2 separate regions of the Zea mays genome follow, and region 2 is linked to region 1. A link is a contact called in public Hi-C data. All regions are on one chromosome and are shown on one strand. Each heading gives the region's core, a stretch centred on a gene start, on an enhancer-like site or on the middle of the called end of the contact. The rest is flanking DNA. Distances are from core to core; before and after follow the strand shown.

Region 1 (5,067 bases), core at 2,464-4,963:
TGCAAAACAAAAAATAGGCCCCTTAACATATAGTATATAGAGATAAAAAATATCTAAATAGACTTTTTCATATTTGATCTATTATCATATTGTTGAATCATATTATCTATTTTAAGGCTAACGTTTTATTTTACAAAAATATCAAATAATCCTTATCCTATTGTATCATTTATACTCAGAAAACTAAAAAAATTTGGAGGCCATGTGCTATTGCTCGTTTATGCTACACAGTAGACGGGCCTACCAGCGTCACGGCGACGACAATGAGCGGGACAAGGGGCGCTAGGGAGAGGCATCCGAAAGAACTGGCTTGAGCAGCATCAGAACGAATGGGGACTGATGGATAGATGTGATGAATGGGTCGAGGAGGACGGGGTCAGAAGAACTAGACAAATTCGACGAAAATGTCGAAAACGGGACTATTAATTTTAAACCATGTAAAACTTATTTTTTTTATACTAGGTGCACATTAGATATAAAAAGGTTATAGATAATTAAGGGGGAGATGCATGGCCTACTTTGCCTTCCCCCCTTATGGATCCGATCCGCCAATGAGAACCACGATGGTTCTTTAATTCCTCCTCTTGCATGGAAATATCACCTCTCATCTGTGTAGGGTTTTTCTCCTTCAGCATTTGGACGATATGGTCGAATAGGTTACCCTAGCTAGCAAACGCAGGAGGCATGGGACCTAAACCACGACAGCATTTGAAAGACGTCGTGAACCGCGCACCTACCTCGACGCCGAACGGGTTAACAAGAGGACAATCAACAGCATGACCTGCCCCCCATTAAATAAAGAAAATACTACTAGTACGTACAGTAAGCCGACTGCTTGTCATCCGGCCTAGCTAACCACGTGGCGGTCTCTCTGTCCACAGACCATAGCCACCGATTCCCGATGTTGATCCATGTCTGCGCTACTCGCAGGTCACTGTCACTCCCTTCCCACCACCCACCGGCCAAGCTCTCGCGCGTGCCGTCGCAAGACCCAACACTACCTATGGGTGTGTTTGCGACCCCGGCCCAACAACCCAATTGCGCTCCTGGGCTGCAAGTGGCCTTGTTTGCAAGGGTGGCCCACGTTGCTGCCAGGCTCCCAGCAGCCAAAAAGGACCATTGTGTCTGGCTCCCAGGATACACTGCTAGGGTTCGTTTCCTGAGAGCGCGGCTGCGTGCGGCGCATGCACGCACGTCGGCTCTCACGGTCGGCGGGGTGGCTCGCGCGGGCTCGCGCGGGAAGGTGAAACTTTTGCGCGCGGGAAGGCGAGCTCTGGTGAATCCTCTTACGGCTATATATGGCGATGGTGCTCCCTATTTTTCCCTCCTCTCGCTGCTCGTTGTTCTTCCACCCCCCTCGTGAGAGACCGGAGGCGATAGGCTGTGCATCGCGGCTGCGTCCACCTATGACTGGTGTCGGGACTCCGGGGTGTTGAGCATCTTCTTCATCTCTGGTCGATCTTCCTCCTCTACTTCTAGATTTGCTCCGTCTCCGTTGCTATGACCTTGACCCCAAGGTGAAATCAGCCCCAATCGTTCTATTTTATGGTGCTTGCTTCATGAGTTAGGGTTGGTACAATTTGTTGTTCATGTTATACCTGCTACGATTTTGATTTTCATGTGGTTTGCTTTGGATTTATATTAAAATGGCCGATGATGTTGTCCTTTACGTTCGTCTGGAGGTATCATCTAGATGATGCAGTCGTGTTCTTTTTCCTTACTGATTCATTGTGCAAGCATGTTGAGTCCAAGCAGGGTATGATTATATTAATTTCTGTATCAGCTGCCTTGACAGTAGTGATGGTTTCATTTGTTACCACTAGGCTTAAAAGAAAAAGGTTTGATCCTGAAGTAAAGCCTGACACCCTCTAGTGTATGTACTTAGGGAAGAAAGTAAACTTCACAGACAGAGGACCCTCAACATGATTTACAACTCCACTGATGTAGAGTGCATTTCCATGCTTAGGATGAGGATATCCCCCTTTTTTGCTTTATGCACGACCTTTAGAGAGAGGGGACTGATAACTGATAGGGAGGGGGTGTCAATAGAGGAGCAAGTTGTCATGTTCCTGCATGTTGTTGGTCACAACCAAAGGTTTAGAGTTGTGCACCAGGCCTTTAGGAGGTCCATTCAGACAGTACACAAGCACTTGTGCTTTCCTTTATGCCTATGATGACATAATTGCTACTTTGTGAAACGTTAATGTGGATGATCTTTAAATTGTGAGGTACTGGGTATATGGTGAAAATTATGTTGTTTCCACCATGTTGTCATTATTGCCATGGAACCATGGGGCACATCCATGCCCAATGCAACTGTTATCCACCAAAGATGACTTAATGGTTGGGTTGGATGAATATCATGGTTTCATGGCCTTGATGAGCTTCAATTTGTCTAGTTTGGCTGCCCAGCTATGTTCCTTATGCTCCAAGCTAAAAGATCACATGAAATGTCAATTATATCTGAGAAAAATCATTACTATTTCATTGAGGTTGAGTGCTTTAATCAGCTGATGCTTGTATGGTTCAATTGACATATGTTGTTGTAATGATCTTGCAAACTCTTGCTCATTCTGTATTTATCTATGCCCATCTCTACTGTCAATCTTGCTCTTTTCATTTCGTCGATGATGACACAATTGGTGGATGCATTTGTTGGATGCATGTGCTTTTGCTATCTAAGCTGGGATGCACATCTGTGTGATGTCTGACTATGTTGCGTTCTTCTTTCGTGGCTTCTTTGATTGTACCTTGTAGCCAGCAATGACATGAATTGATGAAGTTAAATTTGTCCGAGGCTAACTCAGCTGATGCTTGTATGCTTCAATTGACATATGTTGTTGTAATGCTCTTGCAAACTTTTGCTCGTTATTTTTTATTCATCTATGTCCATCTCTATTTTCTGTCTATGGGCCAGGCCGACTACGGCCATCTGCCAAACACATTCTCGGTTTGGCAGTTGGGCAGTTGGCCTATTAGCCAAGCTGTCAAAATGGGTCGCGAACACGATCTCGCCTGGGCCGAGCTTATTTCGTACAGGAACACAAACAAAGTGACTTGCACCAACTGATGCATCTTGTTCGTCGGAGTTCTTATTTTGACCAAAACATGTGCACGCTTCTACGGTGATAGAACACGTCCAATGCGTTATAGCCCTCTTTGGTCGCTCTCTACCACCCCTGTCCAATGTGTTATAGCCCTCTTTGGTCGCTGTACACTGGGCACATCCGTTGTTTTGTGTATGTCCTCAGACACGCTACATTTTTTTTCTTCTAAATGTTGTATCTGGTGCCCAATCAGATGTGGTGTCTAATGCACACCTACACATTTGGTGTAATCTGCTGCTGAAGGGTAGCCCTTTCTCGCTACATTACTCCTCATATTCGGTGTTTTATTTGGTGCCTCACACGGTCTGATGCTGCTAACAAGTCTGTTTTTTCTTCATGTTTCCGCTCTCCTTCGGTCAGTCTTTTTTTTTTCCATCTTGTGTTTTGTACTCTTTTGCATTATTCGACGTATTTTCCAATGCCTTTGCTTAAAGTGATGATTATATGGATCACTCATTTGCCTCCGTCCGAATCTACTGTGTGAAAGAGACACAGTAACACAGCAGCACGCCCCCACTCTCAAGTTTCGTCACTCGATCCACACTCTCAACCAGCTCATTAAATACAAGAGCATGTGCAGAAAACAAGCTCATAATCGACACACACCTAACAGAGTAACAGACACCAAACAACGCCCATCACTCGCGCCGTACATCCTGCCTCCTCCCGCGCGCGCGCGCGCGTGCACGCTAGCTAGCTGCCGGTCGCCTCGCCACCATGGTGTTCGACGCGAGCGGCAGCAGGTCGGCGGCGGCGGCGTCGGGGAACCCTCTCCGCGTGATCCTGACGCGCGGGTTCGCGCGGCAGGTGCTCGCGGGGCGGTGGTTGACGGTGTTCGCGAGCCTGCTCATCATGGCGTCGTCCGGCGCGACGTACATCTTCGGGAGCTACTCCGGCACGCTCAAGTCGTCGCTCGGGTACGACCAGCGCACGCTCAACACCGTGTCCTTCTTCAAGGACCTCGGCGCCAACCTGGGCGTCTTCTCGGGGCTCATCAACGAGGTGACCCCGCCGTGGGTGGTGCTGGCCATGGGCGCCGCCATGAACCTGTCCGGGTACCTCATGGTGTACCTGGCCGTGTCCGGGCGCACCGCGCCGCCGCCGCTGTGGCTCGTGTGCCTCTACTTCTTCGTGGGCGCCAACTCGCAGTCGTTCGCCAACACCGGCGCGCTGGTGACCTGCGTCAAGAACTTCCCCGACAGCCGCGGGGTGGTGCTCGGCATCCTCAAGGGCTTCGTCGGCCTCAGCGGCGCCGTGTACACGCAGCTGTACCTGGCCCTGTACGGCGGCGACGACGCCGAGTCGCTGATCCTCCTCGTCGCCTGGCTCCCCGCGGCGGTGTCCGTCGTGTTCGTCCACACCATCCGGTACATGCCGTACCCGCGCCGCCGTGGCGGCGGCAGGCAGGAGACGAGCTCCGACTCCGACCCCTTCTTCTGCTTCCTCTACCTCTCCATCGCGCTGGCGTGCTTCCTCCTCGTCATGATCGTGGTGCAGAAGCAGGTGCCCTTCTCCCGCGCCGCGTACGGCGTGGCCGCCACGCCGCTGCTCATCCTCCTCCTCATGCCCCTCGGCGTCGTCGTCAAGCAGGAGTACAAGATCTACCGGGAGCGCCAGCTCGACGCGGCCGACCCGCCGCCGCCGACCATCATCTCCGCGTCGGCAACGGACGCCAGCAAGAAAACAGAGCAGCAGCCGGCGCCGGCGCCGCCGCCGACGACGTCGTCGTTCTGTGGGTGCGTGAGGACCATGTTCCGTCCGCCGGCTCGTGGGGAGGACTACACGATCCTGCAGGCGCTGGTGAGCGTGGACATGCTGGTGCTGTTCGTGGCGACAATCTGCGGCGTGGGCGGGACGCTGACGGCGATCGACAACATGGGGCAGATCGGCGAGTCGCTGGGCTACCCCGCCAGGAGCGTCAACACGTTCGTGTCCCTGATCAGCATCTGGAACTACGCGG
Region 2 (5,795 bases), core at 1,682-4,181, 220 kb after region 1:
TTTGTGTTTTTCCTAAAAAATAGATTTAGGGGAGACTTCTGGGGAGCTTTTGGAGATGCTCTAAGTCACCATTCACCAAAAAAAATATTCGTATAGCATGATGCGTTGGTACAATTATTGCATTGCGTACCATTGCTACAAACATGAAGAGATAAACATAAAGTATAAAACTCCTGCACCTTATATATGCTACGTTTAATTGCATATATAGCTTCTTGTCATCGCTATAAATCGTGGAGGGAACAAAGGAAAAAAAGAAAAGAAAAGAAATGCTTCTAATAATTTGTATCACAACTCGTTTCTTGCTATAGTTGCAAGTTGTCTTGGCATAGGGGGCATACCAACATCATGTAGGCCCTCGAGAGCCTGAACCACTTCACCCATTGTCGGCCGGTCAAGTTCGTTATCCTGAATACACCAAAATGCAACTTTGCATAGCCTTAAAGCCTCTTCCAAGTTGAACTCGCCGTGCAGCTGTGGATCTACCAAGCTATTCACATCTCCGTCGTGGAGCATCGTCGTGATGGCCTGCAACGGGAAATAAGAAACGTGGCAGCTGTTGGTGGTGTATACCTTAGGCGAGTTCCTCCTCCCTGACACGATCTCCAGCAGCACCATTCCGAAGCTGTAGGCGTCCACTTTTTCGGTGATGGCTTCTCCACCGATCCACTCCGGGGCAAGGTAGCCTATGGTTCCTCTGAACGTAGTGAGGACGCGGCTGAAATCCCTGGGCACGATCGCCGCCATCCCGAAATCCGCGATCTTTGGGACGAGCGACGCGTCGAGGAGTATGTTCTCCGGCTTGATGTCGCAGTGGATGATGCGCTCGCGGCAGCCCTCGTGCAGGTACGCCAGCCCTCTCGCGACCCCGACGGCGATCTGGTACCTCGTGCTCCAGTCTAGGACGACGACACCATCCTTTCCACCACCACCGCCGCCATTACTATTGAACAGATGGACGTCGAGAGAACCATTGACCATGTGCTCGTACACTAGCAACCTTTTATCGCTCTCGCAGCAGAAACCGACCAGTTTCACCAGGTTGATATGCTGGATCAGGCCTATCGAACTCACCTCAGCCCTGAATTGCTTCTCTCCCTGACGAGCACCATCTAGTAGTCTTTTCACCGCTATAGTAGTGACCGCGGAACCATCGTCGTCCCTCCCTAGAATCGTTCCCTTGTACACAGAACCAAATCCGCCGCCTCCTAGCCTGTCAGAGAAGTTTCTTGTCGCGTGGCGTAGGTGACTATACGTGAATGATCTAATAATCGTCCCATCGCAATCTTGGGTGTTGCTTGTTCTCCTCCAGCTGCAAACGAGTAGTACGATGAGCGCAATTATCACAAAACCACCGGCCGCAATGCTTGCAGCAGTAACAACTGTCGCCTTAGATGGGCGGCCTGATCTTTGGTTCTCTCTCAGCGTCTGCAGATCCTTGGCAGAGAGGCGAAGGTAGAGAGTGTCGCCGGTGGTACTTGCTGTTGCGGTGTTAAGCAATTCTCCACGCCAGATAGAGCACCCACCACCACCACCACCAGTAGTGCTAGCATATGAGTAAGCAGTGCAAGAGCAATCAGTGGCACAAGCCTGGCCACATCCATCAGCGTCAGTTGCTTTCATGGGCACGGGGTCGTAGGCCAACTGAACGCCAGGCACGGGCAAGAACCTGTCCGTGGCGCAATCGAGTTGGTTGTTCCTCGTGCACCCTCCCGCTCGATCGTCGAGGTCCCATTCACTGGGCGACCTGATAGAGAATCCCTCCATGCAATCGCAGGACATGTTCGCGTTGTTGTCGCCGCCGCCGGTGGTGGTGCAGACAGTGAAAGGTCCACAGGCAGCGTGGACGCTGCAGGGATTCATGGGCTGGGTGTAGAAGTCTCGCCAGGCGTGGCTGCTCTCCACCCACACGCGCCCCTTGATCTGGCCAGAGGTCTCCACGGCGGTGTACACGGAGAGGGTGTCGTTGGGTATGGTGTAGATGTAGTACTGCTCCTGGGCGTTGTCGATCTGGTTGTAGCTGATGAAGCCGCTGTCGCTGGGATCCACGTCCGACAGTGAGAATGTGCCCGACGCCCAGTACACGACGGAAGAGGAGCACTGGCTGAGTATGATCCCCTGGGAGAACCGTGAGTCCACCCCGACGCAGTAGGAGCCGCGGGCCGGGTTCGCCCTGTTCTTCCTCGACACGAAGACGCGGTTCAACCCCGTCACCTTGTTCCTGCCCAGCTTGGATCCCGGGAGGTACACGTCTGTTGGGTAGTCGAAGCTCTGCCACCGGACCTTGGACGCGTCCGAGGCCGAGGCGTCGCGCACCACCAGGTTGCCATTGTGGGTGAGCTCGGCGACGGTGTTGGTGGTGTTGGTGCTGGTGTTGTTGGTGTTGGTGCTGGTGGTGTTGCTGCTGGTGGTGGTGGTGGACCAAACGACTAGGGTTTCAGTTCTTTGAGGAGCGTTGTTGTCCTCCTGGACTACTACAAGGTTCCCGTCTCTAGAGATTTGCAGAGTCCGTTTGGGGAGGAGCTTATTATTGGGGTCTGCGTCTGGGTCGGTGAACGGGTCATCCCGGTTAGCAATCCAGACCGGAGTGAAGACTGGGATCTTGTTGAACCAGATGCCTAGGTACCAGTTGGAGACGGCGGTGGTGTTGCTGTTGTTGTCAGAGGAGGAGGAGGACTTACTGGCGGCGGGTGTGGTGGTGGTGCCGGACGGGAAGAAGCCGAGCGCGAACTTGCCGTTCCTGGAGACGAGGGTGTCGCCGACAGCGAGCGCCTGGCCCGCCGCGAGAGTGTGGTAATTCGCACAAGAGCACGGCCTGGGGCTGTGCAGCAGCAGGGAGACGAGGAAAAGCCCGACCAGTAGTGTGTAGCTGTAGGGTGAAGCAGGCATGGTGAACGAGAGATGTGGGTGTCTCTGTGCACGCATGCATGCATGCCCTGCCGTTATGAGAAGGGGAGGGGTCCGAGGGGATGATATATAAGAAGGGACTAGTAATAATCCATGTCATTGGTTAGTGGTTACCCGCATCAGTCTATCCTAAATTATCGCGTGCTTTAACTTTAACTTAGCATATGTTTAATTGTATATATTGGCCGCATGAGTTGATGTAAAATAAGTTATTCAAAAATCGGCATATAAGCCAGAAATAGGTGGGCTCGTATGGATTGGACGTGCGGACGCACTAAACCAATCATAAGCAATGTGAACGCGTGCTGCGCTGGTCACGATCCAGGTCAATCGTTCACACACGCGATCGATCGATCGAGATTCCTTCTCGCCTCATCAAGTGGGGAAAAAACAATGGAGCAAGACCAGGGCAGCCATTGTTGACCGCTTGTCACATCTCCTGGCACCATGTTGGTTGAGATGAGCTTTTGAGCGAGCTTGGTCCCACTCCCAACGAGAGACGAAACCGTGTCCCTTCTTCCAGTCTAATAATAAGACGTGGACGCCACTTGACCAGCTGACCACTGTCGGAAGACCTGCACAGGGTACCGGCAGCCACTCCTCGTTTTACGTACACGTGAGTATTTATCAGAATAGATAAAAAAAATAGTAATGGGTGGAAAGTAGGAAAAGAAAATGATATTTTATGTTTATAGTGAGATACATGGGGTGTATTTAGAAGGAACCGTTGCGAGAGATAAAAAAAGTAGGGTATGAAACCAGCTTGGTGAGGTGGTTGCATAGTGCGGTATGGGTAGGAAGAATTTAGCCTTATATGTATATATGTCAGGGAATGGATATTGTAGTTATATGTAGCTAACACTTAAACAGGTATATATGTAGTTAACACTTAACATGTGATGGTGTAATTCCATCAACCTCTTTCCCCTTGTACTGTTCACGTAATCTTGTAATCACTTGCACGCGTCACCTGGATTATTGCCTTCTGCCAAGACGAAAGTATAAATGTAATTAAATGTTATATTTTTGATATTTGAATTTATATAATAAAATATATAAATAAGTTTATGTGTTTTGACATATTATTCCTTCATGTTGTATATTTTATATTACATCTCTTATTATCTTACAATTCTGATTATTGCTCATGACCTTCGTCCAAAGTGCATTGTGTCCCTGGGGAGATAATGCTTCAATGGACGAAGGTCATTAACATTTAACATTTTATGTTGCCTTGTTCTTAATTCGAAGCATTTGAGAAAAAGTCCCCAACATACATAACTTCATATCAGCAGAGGTCTGAATGGAAACTAATCCAGTCCTCTTATTCATGTCCTAGAACTAGAGATGGCCAAACGGACCGTCCGGCCCTGTCCGATGAAGTCCGGCTCATTTTGGGCACGACCTGCCAGACACGATTAGAAAACCGGGGCTGGGCCGTCTAAGTCCGCGGTCTCGATTTCCTGTCCGAGCTCGACCCGCAGCGGGCCCGGCCCGTTTAGCAGGAAAAAAGCGGGCCGAAAAGCGGGTTAAGTGTACCGGTAAACATGTTTTAGTGCAAAAAACGGGTTTAACGGGCTTAGAGATAAACGGCCCCTGCCGGGCTAGCCTACCGTGCCTAATTTTCTGTCCGAGCCCAGCCCGCTTATTCGTGCCAGGCCGGCCCGGACCCGCATAGAATAAGGCTGTGCCGGGCTCGAACCAAGCCAAAACAGCGGGCTTCGTGCCGGACTCGCGGACCTTGTGTTTATTGGGCCTTTATACCTAGAACCTTTCCACTTTTTTATTGATATAAAGATGCCAAGGCCAACAAAGGTGCATGCTCCGTGCTCGTGGTCAAAGTTTCTCTGGAACGAGTGCTAGCTAGCCAGATTTTGGCCCCCCGCGCGTAGTACTTTTTATTGCCACCTTTCTGACCCACTTGTTCTTATCTTCTTTGGAAGCATTCATGAGAATATATGTCAGAAAATAAGTAGCCAGTAGGCGGAGTCAGTGGCGTAGCTAGAATTTTTTCGTGAGGTATGCCATTAGAATTTTTTATAAATAATTTAATATAATATATAATAATTTGGCATATAGTTCAAAATATAAAGATAAAAATAGCATATAACACTATAGATTTAATATTTAAGTCTATAAATGTATATATTAGAATGCAAATATAATATATATTAATATTTTTTATATAGATCTTGGTGGACTGGTGATCTGGTGGGCCGGCTTAGGATATGCCATGGCCCACCCGGACCACCCACTGTCTACGCCACTGGGCGGAGTAGTTTCTTCCCAAGTCTTCAACAGTTTTTTTTCTTTTTCTTTTTCTTTTTCAGAACACGACAACATATGAATGAGCACAGTTTTCTATAGGATTATTTGTAGGTTGTTAGGTTGTCGCTTGGAGAAATGGAGCAGGCTGCTTTGAAAGTGCCGAGCCTAGCAGCCCAAGAATGACTGAAGCCATCTTATTTTAACGTTCTGCAGTTTTATTCTTGAAAACAGTGGGTGTGGTCTGGCCTGACCTAATTGATTTTGTGGGGTGTGTCAAGGACTATTTGTAGCCATTAGGCTTGCGGTTTTTTTTTTAAATAAAATTTAGTTGGTAGATACTAGCTACCTTGTTGTTTGTGCTTGCCTTTAATGATTGTGGTGTACAGGTTTGAAATGTGTTTCTACAACTATACTAATTAAATAAGGTCTATCATAACGTCTACATATGTGATATAGAAACTATAAAAGTGTGTAATACCCAAGTTGTGGATGATAAAAGAGAAGAGTTAATCTCCTTATGTGTATTCTCCTTTTTTTCATTAGAACATATGATGAATAATCATATTTAAAGTGAATAAATTAGCTAATGAAACATAAATAATCTATGCATCATGTTGGAG

Evidence for each region. Hi-C and Micro-C count contacts between places; a contact is called where the count stands out from the background.
Region 2: a contact with region 1 is called in a Hi-C map of ear, with 1.8 times the contacts expected there. The contact joins the promoter of LOC100273022 here to the promoter of LOC100285665 in region 1. A contact is called at or near these places in 2 of 25 Hi-C or Micro-C datasets (ear and tassel).

What each region holds. Positions count from the first base shown.
Region 1 is chr2:238,879,772-238,884,838 of Zm-B73-REFERENCE-NAM-5.0, forward strand. It overlaps LOC100285665 (nitrate and chloride transporter), which reads left to right and starts at 3,714. Exons shown (of 1, transcript NM_001158556.2): 1 at 3,714-5,067. The coding sequence starts at 3,825.
Region 2 is chr2:239,105,150-239,110,944 of Zm-B73-REFERENCE-NAM-5.0, forward strand. LOC100273022 reads right to left here and starts at 2,932. Exons shown (of 1, transcript NM_001367776.1): 1 at 67-2,932. The coding sequence starts at 2,925. The coding sequence ends at 289.